Linked DNA regions of Mus musculus: regions 1 and 3 are each linked to region 2. Evidence: chromatin contacts called from public Hi-C and HiChIP or PLAC-seq data. All regions are on one chromosome and are shown on one strand. Each heading gives the region's core, a stretch centred on a gene start, on an enhancer-like site or on the middle of the called end of the contact. The rest is flanking DNA. Distances are from core to core; before and after follow the strand shown.

Region 1 (2,975 bases), core at 205-2,704, 110 kb before region 2:
CTCAGCTAACTTCCAGGTGTTCTCAGTGGTAATGGAGAGACACTGAGGTAGTGAAGCCTGAGGTGCTGTTGTGTAATATTGACTGTTAGAAGTAGACTTCACGGGCTACAGAGCCCCCCACCCCCCTGAAAGCCAGTCTGTCCAGGATCCAGAACCATGGGGGATACAGTGGCTTTGTGAACACTCCATGTGAAAACCGTATGAGGAAAATGCTTGCTGGTTGTGTACATGGGCTGTTCTCCTGTTCATCCTGATGTTTGCCTATTCTGCCTTCCTTGCTTCTTTCCCTCCTCTTTTCTTGTCCAGTTTCTGCTTATACTTTAAGGCTTGATAAGGTAACTCCATCCTGGAAGCCCACTCCATCCTCCATCACAATGTCTCAATAATATGATTTGTATCAACACATTAGACTAATATAGTCTGCAAACTTCTGACCAGTGAGTGTTTTGCTTAGTTTATAATTATGAACTTTGGGTCAGAATATATACATTGAGGTAGTAGAGAGCTCAGATATTAAACTATTGACTACACCAGAGGTTTCCTTCATCCGTACCTTATAGGAATAATTTGAGTGGTCTGTTAATCTACCTTCTGCTATGTTGGCAGACTTCATGATATATTGTCTTTGTAAAAGCCCCATGGTGAATTTACGTATTGAATTATCTGCCAGATTCCAGTAGCTTCAAATGATCATATCTTCATCAGACTGCCCTGGAAAATACCTGTATTCATATTCCACGGAGCCCCTTGATTTTTAGTTTGTCTATACTATTCAAGTTTGAGTACTTTACAAAAAACAAACCAATAAACTCAAGTGAGAAATCCAGTGGTGTTTCGGAGAGAACTGTGAGCATCATGAGAAGTCCTGGTGAAAGAGTCCCTCTCATCCTCAGCATCCTTACCACTGTTCTAAACTCTTCCCATGCTTCTCCCCATCTCAGACATGATGCTTAGAATAGTTTACCCGGAACAAGACTGGATGTAGAAAATGAGTCAACCCAGATAAAATGGATATATGCTTCATTATCTCTAAGTGACATTATGAAGATGTGGTATACTCCTAGCATTTAAACCTTCCTGTGTTTTCAAAAGATGGAGAAAAATGTGATTTCTCTAAGTTCTGCTTCATGGAGTCCTCAGGAAGTGGACTAAATCTTCATCTACAGATTGCAAACCCACATGTAACAGTGCAAACCAGAGGTTTAGCACTGTGTTAAAAATGTAATTTCCCCCTTTGGAGGGCAAGGGGACAGGAATGGGAGGGGTTGGGTGGGGGAATCAATGTTTAGGTCAAACAATTGAAATTGGAGTCCAATCTTCGTAATCATCACTTTCATTTCTGTCTTCTAGGGAACTCTGCAAACTAGAAAGCAGTGGAAAACACTAGGTTGCATCAGATACTGAAGAGGAACTGAGAAAACCGTGCAATAGACAGGATTGCAGTGAAATTGTGTTAAAAGCTGGGTGTTTAAAAGTAACAACTTTGAGGAACAGGAAGCCAATGGGTGCTCTAGAGTTCACTCTCCTATAATGATCTTGGCCTGTGCCAAGAGAATGATGTGCTTTGACATGCCTATTCTGGTCAGAGTACGTTTGCAGGGATAGGTTTCCACTGAAGAGATAGCCTGTGCACAGCTCCTCACATCCTTTCCAGGATGCTTCTCTGATGAAGTTGCCTCAGAATCACTCTGTGAAGCAATGCTCACAATAGATGTAACATGTTTAGAATCTCACCTTAATTCTGATAGCCCAGTACCTTCAGATATTTGTTTCTAACTTAGTGCCTAACACTAGCTTGCAGTCTTACTGTACTAGATATGGCCCAGGGGTAAAAGAAGGAAAAGATGTAGCCTCAGAGATCGCAAGGGGGAGGAACGATACAATAATGGTAGCTGACATTCAGACTGCTCTTTAAATCATAAAGGTCGGTTTCCCCCACTTTACCTTCTCAGCTTTCTGGCTAATCACTGTTATCCTTAAAAAAGAGGAGAGTGGTGTGCCTGGAGAGGTGAAGGGACTTGCCTGGGATCACATTTCAGTAAGTGAAAGATCTAAGAGTAGAAATAGTACCCTGACTCCATAGTGGGGCCAGATAGCACTGAGGGCTAGTGACTACAGTCCAATGTCTGTACAAAAGCACTTTGTCACAGCTTCCAGAATAAGATCCTCACAGGTGGCACATCAGGGAGGATGCAGGAAGGACTTCTTACTGAAGATGGTCTTGGGAACACCTGACATGGTGAGAACAGGAAATGACAAGGAAGTGCAAGGACAATACTGAAACTTGCCAAGTGAGTCACAGGAAGAAGGCAGACTTTCTGAAGCAGAAAACCATTGTTGGGAGCCATGGGAGGTAAGTCCCCGGGACACTGGAGACCATGTGTGTCAGAGCTGGAGCAGTAATACCTAGAGTTTTCTTTCTTTTCATTGCCTCAGAAAGTCCCCCAAGGGAGGGGCCACGAGCATTCCTCAGAACACACACTGCACTTAGAGCAGAAAGAATGGTCTCCAGCCAGAGATGATATATATAGAAGTTGTACTAGGGAAGTTCTTGTGAAAAGTGACCACACACTCCATTGCCCTTCGTGTTACATGTACAGACGTTGATGGGAGTCCTGACACTAAGAAACTCTTCAGAGAATGAAAATCAAGAACAAAGTTATTAATAGAAATGAAGGCTTCTAGGTGACCTTCGGCAGCTGATTATGATCTGCCTGTCTGTCATAGCAGAGGTCACTTAAATCACATTCACACGGAGCATTTCCTGTGTCTAACGCTGTCACTGTACAATCTTCAAGAGACCAGAAGAGCTAACCTTACTCTAGGAGGAAAGTGAGACTTGATACAAACTTGATCTCTACAGCTATGTAAGCACCTTCCTAAAGATCAGTTAGTTACTAGCCAACTGGATTCATAAAACCAGCCTCACTATGCATTTGAGCCATCTCAGTGCAGATCTGGGAGGAGTACTGGGG
Region 2 (3,072 bases), core at 37-2,536:
CACTTTTTTTTTTTTGATAATTGATTGTTTTCAAATGTGAACTTTGTAGATGACAATAGCATATTGCAATGTCACAGGCTAAACCCACTAATGAGACACTGAGAATAAAAAGGCAATGTGTTTAATATTGGTTATGAATATAAAGTGCTAATAATGATGGTTGACAATTTGCTGGGCCTTTCACTATTCCATATACTGTATTTATCAGCTGTCAACTTCACCACAGGATTATGATCTATGTATAATCTTCACTTACTAGAGGAGGAACATGAGGTTCAGAGACAGTAAGAAGCTTGTGATGGAGCCAAGAATCAAATTCAAGCAGTTTGAAAACTAGGCATCAACGTGAGAAACAGAAACAACCAGAAAAGTACATTCAAAATGCAGTTCAGTGATTGAAAATTGAGGGCAGTCTATGACTGTGAGTCAAGAGGGTCATGACCACATGTGCCAGTATCTAGGACTCAGGGGGGTTGTCTTGTCTTCTCAGTGGGTATGTAGTTCTTGGCTTACAGGTTATCAGTATTGGTCTGGAGTGGTCAACTGGGTATTTGAGAGGCAGAGATGACTTTGAATGTCTGGAAAGGGTCAGCAGGATAGAGAAGTGTAATACTGGTGGGAATCCTGGGATGGTTATGTCTCATGAGGATTTAAATTCGTGGGTTTTGTGTAGTGTTCATTCATTCATTTGATAAAAATCTGAAATGTACCCACTCTCTTCCTAAAAACTTCCCTAGACTTTTGGGATACTTAATGACTACAACAGAAAAAATATTCTTGTAATATTGGAGGTTGTGTTCTTGAGAGTGAGACAAGTAATAAAATGAGCATAATAAATAAATATATTACATATTAAGTCAGACTGTAATCTCAGCATTCAGGAGGTGGAGGCAGGAGAGTTTTGAGCTCTAGGCCAGTCTGGGTGACATACATGATTCTGTCTCAAGAACAACAGTAACAAAAAACAAGTGAGAAGATTATAAGCAGTATAAAAAAGACATCAGGCAATAGCCGAAGGAGGTCAGACTAGCCAGGGCTGAAATCCTAAGGCAGGAGATGCCTGGTTTGTCAGCTGATACACAGAAAGCAGAGGGAAGGTCAGAAAGGATGCCTGAATGACGCATGGAAGGCTGCTTTGGAATGGATCCCAGAAGAATCAGGTTTAGTTGGGTCATGGTGTAGAAATGAAACACAGAGAAACCAGAGTCTTGAGTTCTGTGCAGACACTGACAGGAAACAGGAAATCATCTGAAGACTTCAGCCACTGGGTCTGCAAGCTTAGGCCACAATGGGCTGAGTGGGTGGACAGAGCAAAGCACTGAGTGTGGGTTCTGGAGAGCTGAGCCTGTGGGTGGAGAGGGAGCTGATAAGAACTCCAGGCCCATCGTCACCCAACAGTCACAACATGTCTCATTATTTTGCTTCTTCATGAGTTAATAAACAGAAGGCCTATTATATTGGTAAAACCAGACAAAGCCTGAGAATGGGGAGTCTGGGAATGGATAGTAGAGCACTGGGGAGACAGCACCAGCTGTTGAGTCAGACTGTCTGGAGTTCAACACTATGCCTGACCAATTTTTCTTTGAGGTCCTCCCTCACTTGCCTGGAATCCAGACATTTTCTTCAAAGAGTACATGGTGGTATGCAGCTGTGAGGATCCCTGATGAGCTGTGGACCAGAATCAGCTGATTCTGTAATGGGCCAGTTCCAGATACTTCAGTCTGGAATCCACATGCTGGAAGGTTATTATTGTGTTTGTTGTATCAAGAAATGTAAGAAATATAGTCTAAATGAGTTTCATGTTGAGGTGGAAGGGAATAGTTACTGCTACAGAAGATGGTGGTGACTGTATCACAATTCAAGCAACTATTTACAAATCATTACACTTTTCCCCTCAAGCTGGGAAGTAGATTCAGTTAGGCTCCACTGAGGCTCCAACCACTGGAGGAGTTTGTGCTGTGTAATCCAGAGAGAGAGAGAGAGAGAGAGAGAGAGAGAGAGAGAGAGAGAGAGAATTAGTTGAGATCATTGCAGTGAGAGATTAAAATTCCCTCAAAGACATTCTCCAACAGTGAAAACTGAGGTGACTCTACTCTCAGCACTGAGATGTGGAAGGCCACTTCAGGGAGAAGCACATTTAGGAAGAACTTCCACAGTCTCTAGATTCTCTTCTTAATAGTTACAAGTGAACTCTCCCCCCTTGTCCATGCCCCAGGAAAAACAGAGTCAGCTGTAGTCAGTCCCACTTGATTCAGGGCCTACTGTGTCCCTTCAGGCCTAGAACATCCCACTACCCCTAGCTACAGTGTCCCACTCCATCCCAGCTCCCTGGCTCTCTCCTTCTGTCACTAAAGCCAACCCTTGTCCAGAGGGAGTTGGGGAGGAATCTGGGGCTCAGCTTCCTCCACTATGTAAACCCTGCCTCAACCAGAGCCGCCACTGAGGAAACGGGAAGGGCATTGTCTTCCCTTCCCAAGACCCAGGTTTTAGCACTGAGTGGAGATTCCCCAGAGACAACGTCTTAGTGTGATGACATCCAGCCCCAAGTTCAGGCCTTGAAAGGAGATCGTTAGTAATGAGTAAGCACAACTGGGCAGGAAAACCAGGGAGTGGGGAGAACAAGGGGATTGTTGGTTTAAAATTCCTAATTGGCCTCATCCTGAGCAGTTCTGCTGCTTGTAAGACAATCTTTGCCCCAACTGGTAGAGTATGGGGGGAGAGGCTGTGGCACCTATCTGTAGCTGACTCACCCCACCTCAGGTGCTTTAAAAGACATTCCCTGAAGTCCTCCACCCAAAACTTCTTCTAAGACCCAGAAAACAAAAGCTACCCTTCACACTGTTGGGACTTTGGATGGATCCTTACATACCCAGATCTGCTATCAAGTCCACAAATATCCATTAGGTTTAAGTAGGATGAAGGCACAAGTCATAAGATGCAACATAGCAGGGAGGTGGGGTGAAAAAGGCTAGAGATTTAGTGCAAAAGACAAAACAGCATATAAACAACAAACAGAATGCACTCTGGGAGATACACTGGGGAATACAAAGAGTCTACGAGTGGATGCCAGGG
Region 3 (3,044 bases), core at 198-2,697, 70 kb after region 2:
GCCACCTTGTGGTTGCTGGGAATTGAACTCAGGACCTCTGGAAGAACAGTCGGTGCCATCTCACAAGTCCCATATTCACCTATTTTCTTTCCTTTTTTGAAAAAGTGGGTTTGTTTTGATGCTGGTGACCCAAACCAGAGCCTAAGGCAAGTCAAGCACTGGTCCACACCCGGGGTTATGAGGTCATGTTTCTTTTCCACTTGGGGAACGAAACACACCAGAAAACATATGCCTTGAAACAACTAATGAAAATTTAAAACAAACTCACGATCTGACAGTGTCCCCAGCCAAGACACTGAGGTCGCCCGGAAGCTGAGACAGAAAGACTTGGCAACTGTCACAGAGTGTGGTACGGCTTCAGATCTGAGTCCAGCTGAATGTGGGTACTGACTTCACATAAGCTCCTCCCCAAGTACACAAGGAGAAAGAAGTCTATTTCACTAGGTCATTAATGCCATCAACCTGATATTTCGTCTGTATCACCTGCTGGCTCACAAGATGAAGTCAGTCACACCACTGGCGTCAAAACATGTGCCAGGCACTGGGACTGGCACACAGGGTTCTTGTTCTTAGACTTAGTGCTGTAGTTTCAAACAAACTCTGCACTGTCGGTCTCAAATGAACACAACAGAATGAGGACATCTGTGAGAGGACACGCTTGAGCAGCCAGAAAGTGAGAAACCAAGTGGGGCATGTATAAAACCAGCCTGGCATGAAGGAAGGTGTGACAGCAGGGTCATCTTAGGAAACCGACATTAGTAGAGAAGAGTTAGGAAGCGCACAAGTAGGCAAAAGTCACATTTCATCTGGAGACCTAGAAACCAGGGAATCCCGAAAGCACTAATTTCAACAGGACAGTAATTTTATTTCTAACTCAGGCTAGACAAGTACCCTACCACTGAGTCACATCCTCAGTCTTAAAAAGGGCCATGTCCTCTGGGGTCAGAAGATACATGGAGTGACTATGAAAATAACTGGTGAGCTGGGTGACACTTACAATCCCAGCATTTAGGATGCTAAGACAAGAGCTGAGTTCCACAAATGAGTTCCAGGGTAGAGCCCCTGCCTCTGTGGTTAAGAACTATGAAAAGCACCAGTTGAGCTTCTTCTGGTGCTGTGTCACAAACATCCTGAACTCACTGAGTCACAGTGGACAAGACAAACAGCCAAATGACTTCCAGCAGCCGAGTGTAGTTGGTATGCCCTAACGTGTCAGTTCCATGTGGTGGCACACAAATCCCATTGCTCATACCCATCAAAAGCCCTGGGTAAAGGTGCCCATAGTCAATCATTTCTCAGACCAGTAGGGCTGGCAATTAATGGGCATCTTAAAAACACCAACTGTTCCCATAACCAGGGCCAAATGCTGTTAGTTACAGATGGTGCTGCATAGCAACTCCCTGCACCCCACAGCCGTGGCCACTCCTGTAGCACCCTCTAGGACCAGAGCCAGATCTTATGGGGAACAAACGCAAGGCAGCATCAGACTTCACTTCCCTCTGTCACATGAGTACCAGTAAAAAGACAAACAGGGCTGAAAGGTGGTGGACATAAACCAGATGCCACTTAGTAAATTCTTTTGGAGCTGGGGAAATGGCTCAGCAGTTAAAAATCTGCTCCTAAAATCCAAACCAGAGCTGGGCAGTGGAGGCACACACCATTAATCCCAGCACTCAGGAGGTAAAGGCAGGTGCATGTCTTAAAGTTGGGGTTCTAGAGTTCCAAGACAGCCTTGAAACCTCAAAAATAAATTGGGGGGTACTTTTTTTTGAGTCTTACTGCATTGATAGTTCATCAAGGAATGGAAACAAAATAGAATTCTCCACTTCTGTCTCTGTATCTGTCTGTGATTGCTGGCTTATCTGCAGCATTTTCCCCTTTCAGCCCCAGAAACCTTGTAAACCAAGTGATACCAGCATTAATGATGAGAAAATATCAGGACACAGACACAGCTGAAATGAATCTTGTAAAGGCCAGGCAGATGCCAGCTTTCTGAGTCATTTCTTGTCAGCTTAGACCACTCAAAACACTGGAAAGCTAGAGGCAGTAAATCTGCAGGTTGGCCACCCCCAATAGTGGTATGTCTCTCTTCCTGCCACTGTGATGAAATACTCTGACAGACAGTAGGGTAGAAGAGCAGTAGTCGGTTACAAAGAGCAGCACAGGATGTTGACCATTAGTGTCCCAGCCACAGAACGGTGCCAGCCACAGGTGCAGGTTCTCACCTCAAATAACCAAAAGAATCCTCTACATACACACCCAGACACCTATCTCCCAGTTCTGGGTATCAGGGCTATCGATTACTACAAAAAGTCCCAGAGAAAATGGATAAATTTCAGGATCTATTTCCTCGAAACTGGTAGAAAGAAGACTTTTTTTGTATTGTTTTGGTTTTTTGTTTTATTGAGACAAAGTTTCTCCATTTAAAAAAAGTTTCTCAAAACCCGGGGCTGTCCTGGAACTGGGAACTAACTCTGTAGACCAGGCTGGTCTCAGTCAGAGATCTGCCTTCCTCTGTTTCCAAAATCAGGGATTAAAGGTATGTGCCACCTCCAGCTGGCTGAAAGGAGACTTTTTGTATATTAATCTTTCTAAAAGCAGCCTCTCGCAGAATATGATGCTGTCAGTAGGCTGGAGAGCTGGCTCTCCAGCATTTTGTATTCTCCCAGATGGCCTGAGTTTGGTTCCCAGCACCGCAGCCACCTCATCACCACCTATAACTCCAGCTTTAAGGAATCAGACAGGCTCTTGAGTTTACATTGAGTGCATGAACTATTATATTACGTGCCTCCTGAGAGAAATATATAATCCAAACCAAATCCTGGGGCTGAAAAGATCAGCAGTTACAGTGCTTGCCCTTCTAGAGGACCCAGATTCTATTCCCAGGATCCACAAGGCAGTTTACAACTATCTGTAACTCCTCTTCTAGTTTCCAAAGTCACTAAAAATTCATAGTACAGACATATATAGTCAAAACACCCATACAGATTTATTTTAATCCCACTATCACCTTAACAGTGTACAGCTACATGAAAGATGTGAAC

Evidence for each region. Hi-C and Micro-C count contacts between places; a contact is called where the count stands out from the background. HiChIP or PLAC-seq counts read pairs in DNA pulled down with a chosen protein or histone mark.
Region 1: a contact with region 2 is called in an H3K27ac HiChIP or PLAC-seq map of microglia, with 4 times the contacts expected there. The contact joins two enhancer-like sites. A contact is called at or near these places in 1 of 15 datasets of contacts at CTCF or cohesin (large pre-B cells), 14 of 484 Hi-C or Micro-C datasets (the C10 cell line, ECoMG-derived neutrophils, bone marrow-derived macrophages and 9 more), 12 of 115 datasets of contacts at active chromatin or transcription factors (the 230-238 cell line, CD8 T cells, the HPC-7 cell line and 7 more) and 1 of 9 other capture datasets (embryonic stem cells).
Region 3: a contact with region 2 is called in a Hi-C map of the N1E-115 cell line, with 5 times the contacts expected there. The contact joins two enhancer-like sites. A contact is called at or near these places in 5 of 484 Hi-C or Micro-C datasets (the C10 cell line, the N1E-115 cell line, adipose-derived mesenchymal stem cells and 2 more) and 1 of 115 datasets of contacts at active chromatin or transcription factors (microglia).

The regions. Positions count from the first base shown.
Region 1 is chr5:29,946,805-29,949,779 of GRCm38.p6, reverse strand. No RefSeq gene overlaps it. Among named protein-coding and RNA genes, the nearest start is that of Il6, 65 kb to the left of the region's middle. Within about 2 kb of position 1,454, at least 60 of the 459 cell types and tissues checked have an H3K27ac peak or open chromatin away from gene starts, as enhancers often do. A contact at or near this core is called in bone marrow-derived macrophages and microglia, where this site is marked.
Region 2 is chr5:29,841,090-29,844,161 of GRCm38.p6, reverse strand. No RefSeq gene overlaps it. Among named protein-coding and RNA genes, the nearest start is that of Gm5129, 110 kb to the right of the region's middle. Within about 2 kb of position 1,286, at least 72 of the 459 cell types and tissues checked have an H3K27ac peak or open chromatin away from gene starts, as enhancers often do. A contact at or near this core is called in the N1E-115 cell line, bone marrow-derived macrophages, microglia and 1 more, where this site is marked.
Region 3 is chr5:29,771,259-29,774,302 of GRCm38.p6, reverse strand. It overlaps a transcript of Dnajb6 not described here. Among named protein-coding and RNA genes, the nearest start is that of Gm5129, 37 kb to the right of the region's middle. Within about 2 kb of position 1,447, at least 94 of the 459 cell types and tissues checked have an H3K27ac peak or open chromatin away from gene starts, as enhancers often do. A contact at or near this core is called in the N1E-115 cell line, microglia and muscle stem cells, where this site is marked.